Regions from separate parts of the Mus musculus genome. Here regions 1 and 3 are each linked to region 2. Evidence: chromatin contacts called from public HiCAR-type and HiChIP or PLAC-seq data. All regions are on one chromosome and are shown on one strand. The core of a region is the stretch at or near the end of the contact, and the rest is flanking DNA. Distances in the headings are between cores, read along the strand shown. Region 1 holds the start of Tex44 (testis expressed 44). Region 2 holds the start of Prss56 (protease, serine 56). Region 3 holds the start of Usp40 (ubiquitin specific peptidase 40).

Region 1 (2,700 bases), core at 61-2,560, 760 kb after region 2:
CTGATGGAGCCCTCTCCACAACCCAGCAGGCTGGTCATGGAGCGCATGTAGTCGTTCTCCACATCAGGTCTATACAGATTGGGGTCCAGAAGGTTCCTGCCCAGGGCCACCTGGTAGAAATCTGGAGAGTGGGGTGGGCTGCCACCTGGGGAGCCTGGGTCAGGTGGATCCGGTGGGATACCTGAGTCAGCAGCTGAATCCTCACTGGTCAGCCCTGGCGATCTAGCTTTGCTCCCAGGGTTCAAGGCCTTGAACCCTTCAGCTTCCTGCTTGGCCGAGTTGGTGGTAGGCGTGGGTTCTGGGTCGCGACCACTGGTATCGGAAGGGGGTGGGTCAGCAGCTCCCACCGAAGTCTGGACATGTTCAGGCAGGTTAGATAGCACGTCAGCATTTGGAACTAATACTGGCTGCCCTTCTGGAACATTCGGGTTTCCCAGTGTCTTTTCCTGGGTCTGGGAGTCACTCGGGGAAACCGTCCGGCTCCGACTTGTACGGTTGTTTTCAGCTAGCCTGTCCCACACTGGGTTCTGGAAACCCACAAACACTTGCAGGATACCTGGGTCTTGGGGCAGCAAAGATGTGGTCTCTTCAGGATTGTCCTGGCCCTGATGTGGAATATCTGGGCTCTCATCTTTGACTGCAGAAGTTGCTGTATCTGTGGAGATGGCTGGCTCTACATCTTGCCCTATGGAGGTGTCCATCTGCATGGAGGGCTGATCTTTATTCTGTCCCACAGAAGTGGCAATCTGCAAAGATGCCTGGTCTTCATCCTGTCCCATCAAGGTGGCAGTCTGTATGGAGGCCTGATCTTTATTCTGTCCCACAGAAGTGACAATCTGCAAAAATGCCTGGTCTTCATCTTGTCCCATCAAGGTGGCAGTCTGTATGGAGGCCTGGTCTTTATCCTGCTCAAAAACTGTGTTAATCTGCATGTACGCCTGGTCTACATTTTTCTCCGTGATGGTGGAAATCTGCTTGGAGAGCAGGTCCTCATCTTGTCTCATGAAGGTATCAGTCCGAATGAAGTCCTGCTCTTCATTTTGCTCTGTGGTGATGGCTTTCGCCTCAGAGGTTTGATCTACATCATGTTCAGCTAGCACTTCGTCGATGTCTCCTGGTGGGACGTCATCGGGCAGGGAGTCTGGTCCTTCGGACTCTCCGGGTAAATCTGCAGAGTTTTCATCAGCTGTGTTGTCCGAGGAGGCCTCGGGAAGATCATGTGTAGAACTGCTGCTGGCTTCAGGGTCTTCCAAGGGCTCAGCGGTCATCTATGCCCCCTGCTACTTATGGTGGTTGGGAAGGAGTGGCTTGGCCCTGCTAGGCTCAGTTGTCCAGGTGGTGAGGTCACAGCAGGTTGTGGGCAGCTGATGATGTCACAGGTACTTGTAGAGCAAGGGTCCTGAATGTCCTGAGTCTGCTGAGTGGCTGTCCTGGCGAGCTGACTATAGGTGGTGTTGCATAGCCAGAGTAGTGGGTACAGAGGAAATGAAGAATAACTGTCTTGGTTTAAGATGGAGATACGTAGGTAGGTGCAGATGCAGCCGCAGGGCTGTGAGTGGTTTCGGGAACTGTACTTTGGGGCATGATACAGGAAGGTAATGCTGAGTTTGAATTAGTAGGTTTTAAACTTATTTTGGGGACAGGGGATCAGTGCTCTTGTTATGTAGTTGAGGCTGGTCTCCCACTCTGATCTTCCTGTCTTAGCCTCTCAAGAGCTAGGATTACAGACATTTGTTATACCAGGTTATCCCTCCCACCATCTCTCTATTCTATTGGGCTACTTCAGGACCCCAATTTCTTTCTTTCAGGCCGGTCTTTCTTTGGTAATTTTTCTAGCAATGAGGAGGAATAGTGGAGGCCAGGGCCTGGGCGGCATCTAGGCTGGCTATCCTTAGTGCTAGAGTTAACCTTTTGACACAGGACAATCTACCTGCTCATCTGGGCTGGGAGGGCAGGGCACCACTAATGGGTACAGACTCCAGGGCAATCCTAAGAAGAGCTTGGTCCCCAGATAACCCCACTGTATGAAGAAGGTAGCCGGGGACTGGGTTTGGCTGAGTGTAGCGCACTTGCCCAGCATGCTCTGGTTCCATCCCCAGCATTGGAGTGGATGGTTCTATTTGTGTGTTTGTGCTCACCCTAGTTGCCAGGTTAGGTGTAGTTCCTGCTCCTGGGGATAAGAGGAGATGCAACCATCTGATGATGCCCCTAGGGACCCCAGCATCCCTAGGGAGAACTGGGTCTATGTTTATATCTTCTCTCCTAGGGGCAAGGCTGTGGGTCCATGACTGCCCCACTGCTAGGCACAGCCTCTTGGGGAAGCGGAACGCTGGGAGTTTGACTGCCTTTATTCCATGCCACCGCCACTGTGACTGCTGCCGGGGCTGAGACACCTCCCGGGTGGGAAAAAGCTGGAGTTGGTTCAGGGGTCCCTGGGCCTGCAACGAGGCCTGGGCCGTGGGGTTCTCAGACTCTTAGACATCCGCTGGGAGTTTCAGCAGAGCAGAAAACAGAGTCGGGCTGTGGGCTGGGGACAGTGTCTAGCCTGGGGTGGGGGGAGGGGAAGGGGGAGGAGCTCCGGCTTGTCCCAGGGGGTGATATTGTCCTTAGCTTGGTGGAGGCAGGCTTGGTGGCAGTTGTGGCTGAGAGCACAGAGAGACCTTCTATGGGAGAATTAAGCTGCGGCTCTGTAGTTGAATG
Region 2 (2,700 bases), core at 190-2,689:
CTAGAATGGCAGAAACGGCGTCATGAAGCAAAAGTTTTAGTTATCTTCACGTTGAGGCCCACCTCGCTTTCAGCCCTTGGAGTCTTTTAGTTTCACCTGGCTCCGGTGGGTCCTGGAGGAGGGGGGCTTGAGGTCTAGGGCGTCCAGGTCCTACTGAGAAACAATCCTTTGAGCCTCGCTGCGCCCTCTTGCGGATCTTTCGCTTTATTGGGGGGGGGGGCTGGGCCTCATCTTTCAACCACTCTCCACTTGGCCCGCCTTCTAGCACATGGAACTATTTGAGCAGCCATGAACTGTGACCACCTGAGCCCACACTCTCCCCTCCTCCCTGCTGTGTCTCAAGTTTGGCATACCCCTTCCACTTGGACCTTCAAAAAGAATCTGACCCCAAGGACGATGGAACCTAAAAATAAGGGCTGGACATGGACAAAAGGAGGAGTCCCCTGTACCAATGTGAGTCTGCTGGGTGGGGTAGCACTTCTGGTACAACCTTGGCATTCATGTAGTCTGTGCTGGATCTCCATCAACACGCGCTTTATGGCCCACTGGGCACTCCTCTGGGCAGCCTGCAATGCCTGAGTCCCCTGGGCAGATAAAACTGGGAGGGGGAGGGACATGGGACACAAAGTCACATTCCCTTGGCAGAGAGCCCCACTCAGTCTAAGTCTTCCTGAACCTTGTCTGGGGAGTCCCAGAGAAGCGTGGTGAACTCTTAGACTACCAGGGATGTAGAGATGGGGAGAGAGGTCAGGCCCCAAGGGCCAGCCCTCAGGGCAGATGGTGCTACAATTGGGAAGGAATCTCTGAAAAGCTCCTTTCTTAAAGATTTCAGAGGAAAACCACTGCCCACCGACATCCAGGTAATATGGTTAAGGTATCCATCTTTGGGCCCAAGGCATGCTGCCCCGGGTCTTCTAACACCGTTATCTCTGGAACCCCTTGGCAGTGTTGCTGTCTCTGCTTCCTGGGTGAGGCTGTCTACCCTCCCTTCCTATATCCCAGTTCCAGGCTCCTCCTTCCAGCAGAAGGTGGGCAGAAGGACCACAGGCCCTCCTAAGTGTGAGAGATAAGCTCATTTCCCTTGTCCTCCCTTGACCTCACTTTCCCTATGCCCCTCCCACCTCCCGTGGTTCCCTCGGACCAGCCCGGCTCACCTTGCAGGGCGCCGGGGGACAGGCGCGTGTACAGTGGATGCCCATGGGCAGTTTGGGAGTCTGGGGACAGTAGCAGCAGCAGCAGCAACAACATAGCCAGCGGCATGGTGACCTGGGGCCAAGGCGGGAGACCCTGTCCTCTTTATTCCTGGACTCTACCCTCTCCTGTGATTCTTCCTGCCCACAGACTTTGTGTCCCTCAAACCATCTGATCCCGTTGTCTTACACTAAACTACTCACTTCTAATGGTCCGCACCTCACCTGGCCCTCACCTCCTGGGAGCCCTCAGGGAAACGATGCCCTGGAGCTATATAGAGGACAGAGGGGTGTGTGTGCGTGGGAGGGCAGCCAGGACTGGGGGAGGGAATGAGGTAGTGGGCTGGACCCTCACCTTTGAAGTCTCATCGTCCCACTCTGCGTCTCCCCACTTCTGTGAAAGCGGCCCTTGTTCCTGCGGTTGCTTCAAAGGGGCTGAGATGGGGCTGGAGAACTGACCGTTGGGCTGGGGGCCAGGCAGAGGGAGACTGGTGGGCAGGGGCTGGGAGGGGGGATCCCCATCTGTTTCTGCCACCCTGGGGAGTCCACTGCTCTGCTGGGACAGGCACTTTTGGAGGGAGGAGAGCTAGGGATAGGGGTGGGTGTCCTGGGCAGTCTCACCCCCTAAGCAAGCCATTGAACTTCCAGCCCCTCTGCCCCTAATTGCTTGGCAGTGTCCCTCCTCCGTGTGGCCCTTTCTAAAGATGATCAAAGCATTCTAATTTGCGCCATAATTGCTGCACTGGGGTAGCGGGGTGGGAAGAGGCAAAAGCAAGCGGGAGATGAAAGGCCCCACTGTGGCCCAGTTTGGGGAGCGCAGGATCCAGCAGGACCCCTGTCCCTGCCCACTCAGTGTGTCCAGCTTTGTTTTCAGTTGCTGTGACCCTGATCTGGCAGGAGGGACTCTTGAGAGAAGGTCATAAACAGGCAACTGTCCTGATATCCAGTCACCACCTGGGGTAGGGCCGAGCCTTTGGGTACAAACAAAACAAAACTACCCTTGGCACCTTGATTTGTGCTGGCAGCAGGGACATGTTGGTTAAGGGTTTAAGTACAGGAATTGGGACACACTGTGGCTAGGGGATGTGTTCTCTTCAAAGGGACTGCTTATCACAGCACGTAGCCTGTCTCCCACCACCAGGAAGGTAGAGAGAACGGTAGGTATAGATTGTTGTGTCAATTCAATGACACTAGGGATTGGAGTTATCTCTGCATATCATAGGTAAATCCTATGTGCTCTCCAAGTTTCTAGCAGAGAGGTATGGCTCCTGTATGCCTGCTGAAGCCTGGCCAGGCCGGAGTGGCCAGCATAGAACTGTCTGTCCTCACTCTGCCTTCTTGGCATGTGTCAGGCTTTGAGTCCAGTCTGATGGCAGGAAGGGAGTAGACCCTTCTCTCACCCACACAGCAAAGGGCAGGGCATGGAAAAGCACACTGTTTCAGATCTGGCTCCTACAAGTTGAGAAGACCCCCACCCCACCCCACCCCATCCTTGTCTCGACTCCTGGGA
Region 3 (2,700 bases), core at 34-2,533, 830 kb before region 2:
GGACTAGAGGCAGAACCTGAAGTGGAGGCCATGGAGAAACCCTGCTCTCTGGCTTGTTCCCTCTGGGTCACTCAGTTTGTTTTTTATACAACCCAGGTCCACCTTCCCAAGGTTGGCACCACCCATAGTGGGCTGGGTCCTCCCACATTAATCATTCATCAAGAAAATGTCCCCACACTTGCCTCCAGGCCAATCTTATAGAGGTATTCTCTCAGCATCTGTTCCCTCTTTCCATGTGACCCTAGCTTGTGTCCCGTTTACAAACAAAACAAAATAAAGTACAAAAACAAACAACCTACCAAGAAAAAAAAAAAGTAATCAAAACCTAACTAACAAGCACATGGGTGTAAGGGGATATAGCTGCCCAGAGGGAAGCCACCTATGCCTGTGGATCTTGGCTTACAGTGTTGAGTTTTGGTCAGGGAATAAAAGTTTAAGGTATAGCTGTGATTTTTAAATAGGAGGATAAAGTACCATAAGACAGAAAGAGATATGGCCAGGAAAGCAAAGTGAAGGGGAGGTTGCTAAAAAGCAAAGTGGTCCTCCACCTGGAGTACTGAGAGCTGTGTACTCTCCCAGTCCATTTCCTGGCCCAGACCCCTTATTCCTAGCCAATGGTCATCTCCAGTCCTTTCCTCCCAACACTTCCTCAGCGTTCTAGCCACACCAGCCTCCCTCAAATGTTCCAAAGACAAATCCCTTGGACTGATGGTCACTTGGACTCTGCCACCCTCAACCCCCATCACCCTCCATCTTTATTCCTGTTCTCCATCTCTTAAACTCTCAGCTGAAATAAAAATTAGATTTCACCTGTTTCCTTCATTCACATCCTGATAGAGGTTGGAGGAGACGAGGGAGATACAAATGGGGTCTGTGCAAAGGATGGGAAGTAACCTATCCGAAGAGCTCCAGCAGGACAGACAGTTTTGTGTGCATACATGCTTGCATGGTTATATATAAACTACTTAAGGTGGATTGAAGGCGATGTAAGAAGGTTCACAGAACGTAGAGCATTTTCACAAGTTTTGTATCAGAGATATACTTTGAAGAGGAAAAACTGTTTTAAGGTTCTTTTGTTATCCTAGAGCAGAGACTATATAAATACATACTCCACTTAAATGGTGAAAGCTCTAACAGAATGTGGCTCCAACGCTTTTTGCAGGCAGCAATAAATACAAATTTTAACTTGTAAGCCGTCTGGAAAAAGAGCAGTATAACTACCCATAAATCTCCGCGTGGCGCGACGCACCCTGGGAAGTGTAGTCGCATCTGGGGTGGGGGTGGGTGGTTGGAAATCACTTTCCAGAGACACGGCCTCCTCGGCATGGCGGTGCCCGTTCGGAGCGAGTTCGTTTACTCTGTGCTGTGGCCGGGGCGGGGGTCTGGGCTATAGGCAGTAAGTGGGGCTGGGGAACTGGGCGCAGGGAGGGACGAGGGCAGCGTAGGGACGACGCCGGCGGCCTGGGGAGAGACGCCGGGCCTCTGCTGGCAGCGCGTCAGGGGTCGGGCCGCGGGGACGCGCGCCTGGTCGCGCTCCTGGGCGCTGGGCGGCTTGGTGGGCGGCAAGGCCTCTGGAGCGGCGTGACGGGAAGCCAGCCCGCGAGCTAGCTCGAGGCCTGCCTCGCGAGTTCCATTTCTTGAGCTTTTGTTCAGAGGACTGTGTTGGGAAGGAAGAAAACTGCATTTTGGCCATTCCTATCACTTAAGAGAGTGTTCTCAGCGTTTTACCCCAAATGTCCCTTCCCCACACAAGAAACAGAACAGATTCCCGCAGGTCCCCACTTCTGCAGTTGGATTCCTGGGTATGTTTTGGAAGGCCATTGGACTCCATGGCTCTAATGACCAGAGTTTTTCTTCCTCAAGGTACTTACTCCTGGCTCTCTAGTTTAGGGCCAAAGTGCTGAAACTACTGTCAAGATTAATGTGATAGGGTTAAGTCACTGAAACGCTGTGATCTGGTACTGTGTATGAAGGGATGGGGGAAGCTGAGATTTCATAATTGATGAAGGCTCCTCCCCTTCTCTCCCCCCCCCCCTCATTTAGTGATGTGGAATCCAAGAATAGTTATCGGTTCTTGTGGGTCAAGCCCTTTGTACTCAGTAACCTTTCTTTTGTCATGTGACTGGTTTAATTTACCTATGAAAAATACGCAGCCCCATTTTACATAGAAGTAAATGTTAGCTAAAATAACTTGTCCAGGATCACACAGGTTAATCAGGACCCCGTGTAGGTAGGAAAGACAAGTCAGGTCTCGCTTTCTCCAAAACACAAACTACTGTGTTTTCTGAAGAACGATTTAACAAAACAGCTACGCTCGAATAATAAGAGAAAATTGGGGGTGGAGGTACATTTAAAGAATGGAAACATTTATGTAACATATTTTCTTTAAAGGATAGCGTTTAGTTCCACCATGTTTGGGAACCTATTTGAAGAGGATTATTCCAGTGTGTCAAGTAGTCAGTATGGAAGAGGGAAGAAATTAAAGACTAAAGGTTTGGAGCCGCCTGCCCCTAGAGAATTCACCAATTTAAGTGGAATCAGAAATCAGGGTGGAACCTGTTACCTCAGCTCCCTTCTTCAGACGCTTCATTTCACACCTGAATTCAGAGGTATGCTATGTGACATGCATTTGAATAATATGTACCGTGGGCTTTATATGTAATTAGTTATGAAAAAAACATAAAAGAAAACGAATCTTAA

Evidence for each region. HiCAR-type assays count read pairs that join an accessible place to other places. HiChIP or PLAC-seq counts read pairs in DNA pulled down with a chosen protein or histone mark.
Region 1: a contact with region 2 is called in an H3K4me3 HiChIP or PLAC-seq map of stem cell-derived neural progenitor cells, with 4 times the contacts expected there. The contact joins the promoter of Tex44 here to the promoter of Prss56 in region 2. A contact is called at or near these places in 2 of 39 promoter capture datasets (the SN4741 cell line and hippocampal neurons), 2 of 15 datasets of contacts at CTCF or cohesin (the NIH/3T3 cell line and embryonic stem cells), 11 of 484 Hi-C or Micro-C datasets (the N1E-115 cell line, adipose-derived mesenchymal stem cells, cerebellum and 5 more), 14 of 115 datasets of contacts at active chromatin or transcription factors (the NIH/3T3 cell line, astrocytes, cardiomyocytes and 10 more) and 1 of 9 other capture datasets (embryonic stem cells).
Region 3: a contact with region 2 is called in a HiCAR-type map of astrocytes, with 4 times the contacts expected there. The contact joins the promoter of Usp40 here to the promoter of Prss56 in region 2. A contact is called at or near these places in 3 of 115 datasets of contacts at active chromatin or transcription factors (T-cell acute lymphoblastic leukemia, astrocytes and pancreatic cancer cells).

Annotation. Positions count from the first base shown.
Region 1 is chr1:86,424,939-86,427,638 of GRCm38.p6, reverse strand. Tex44 (testis expressed 44) reads right to left here and starts at 1,310. Exons shown (of 1, transcript NM_027966.1): 1 at 1-1,310. The coding sequence starts at 1,268.
Region 2 is chr1:87,182,053-87,184,752 of GRCm38.p6, reverse strand. Prss56 (protease, serine 56) reads right to left here and starts at 1,439. Exons shown (of 13, transcript NM_027084.2): 1 at 1,155-1,439; 2 at 491-598; 3 at 97-150. The coding sequence starts at 1,260.
Region 3 is chr1:88,007,134-88,009,833 of GRCm38.p6, reverse strand. Usp40 (ubiquitin specific peptidase 40) reads left to right here and starts at 1,283. Exons shown (of 32, transcript NM_001198573.1): 1 at 1,283-1,396; 2 at 2,392-2,609. The coding sequence starts at 2,411.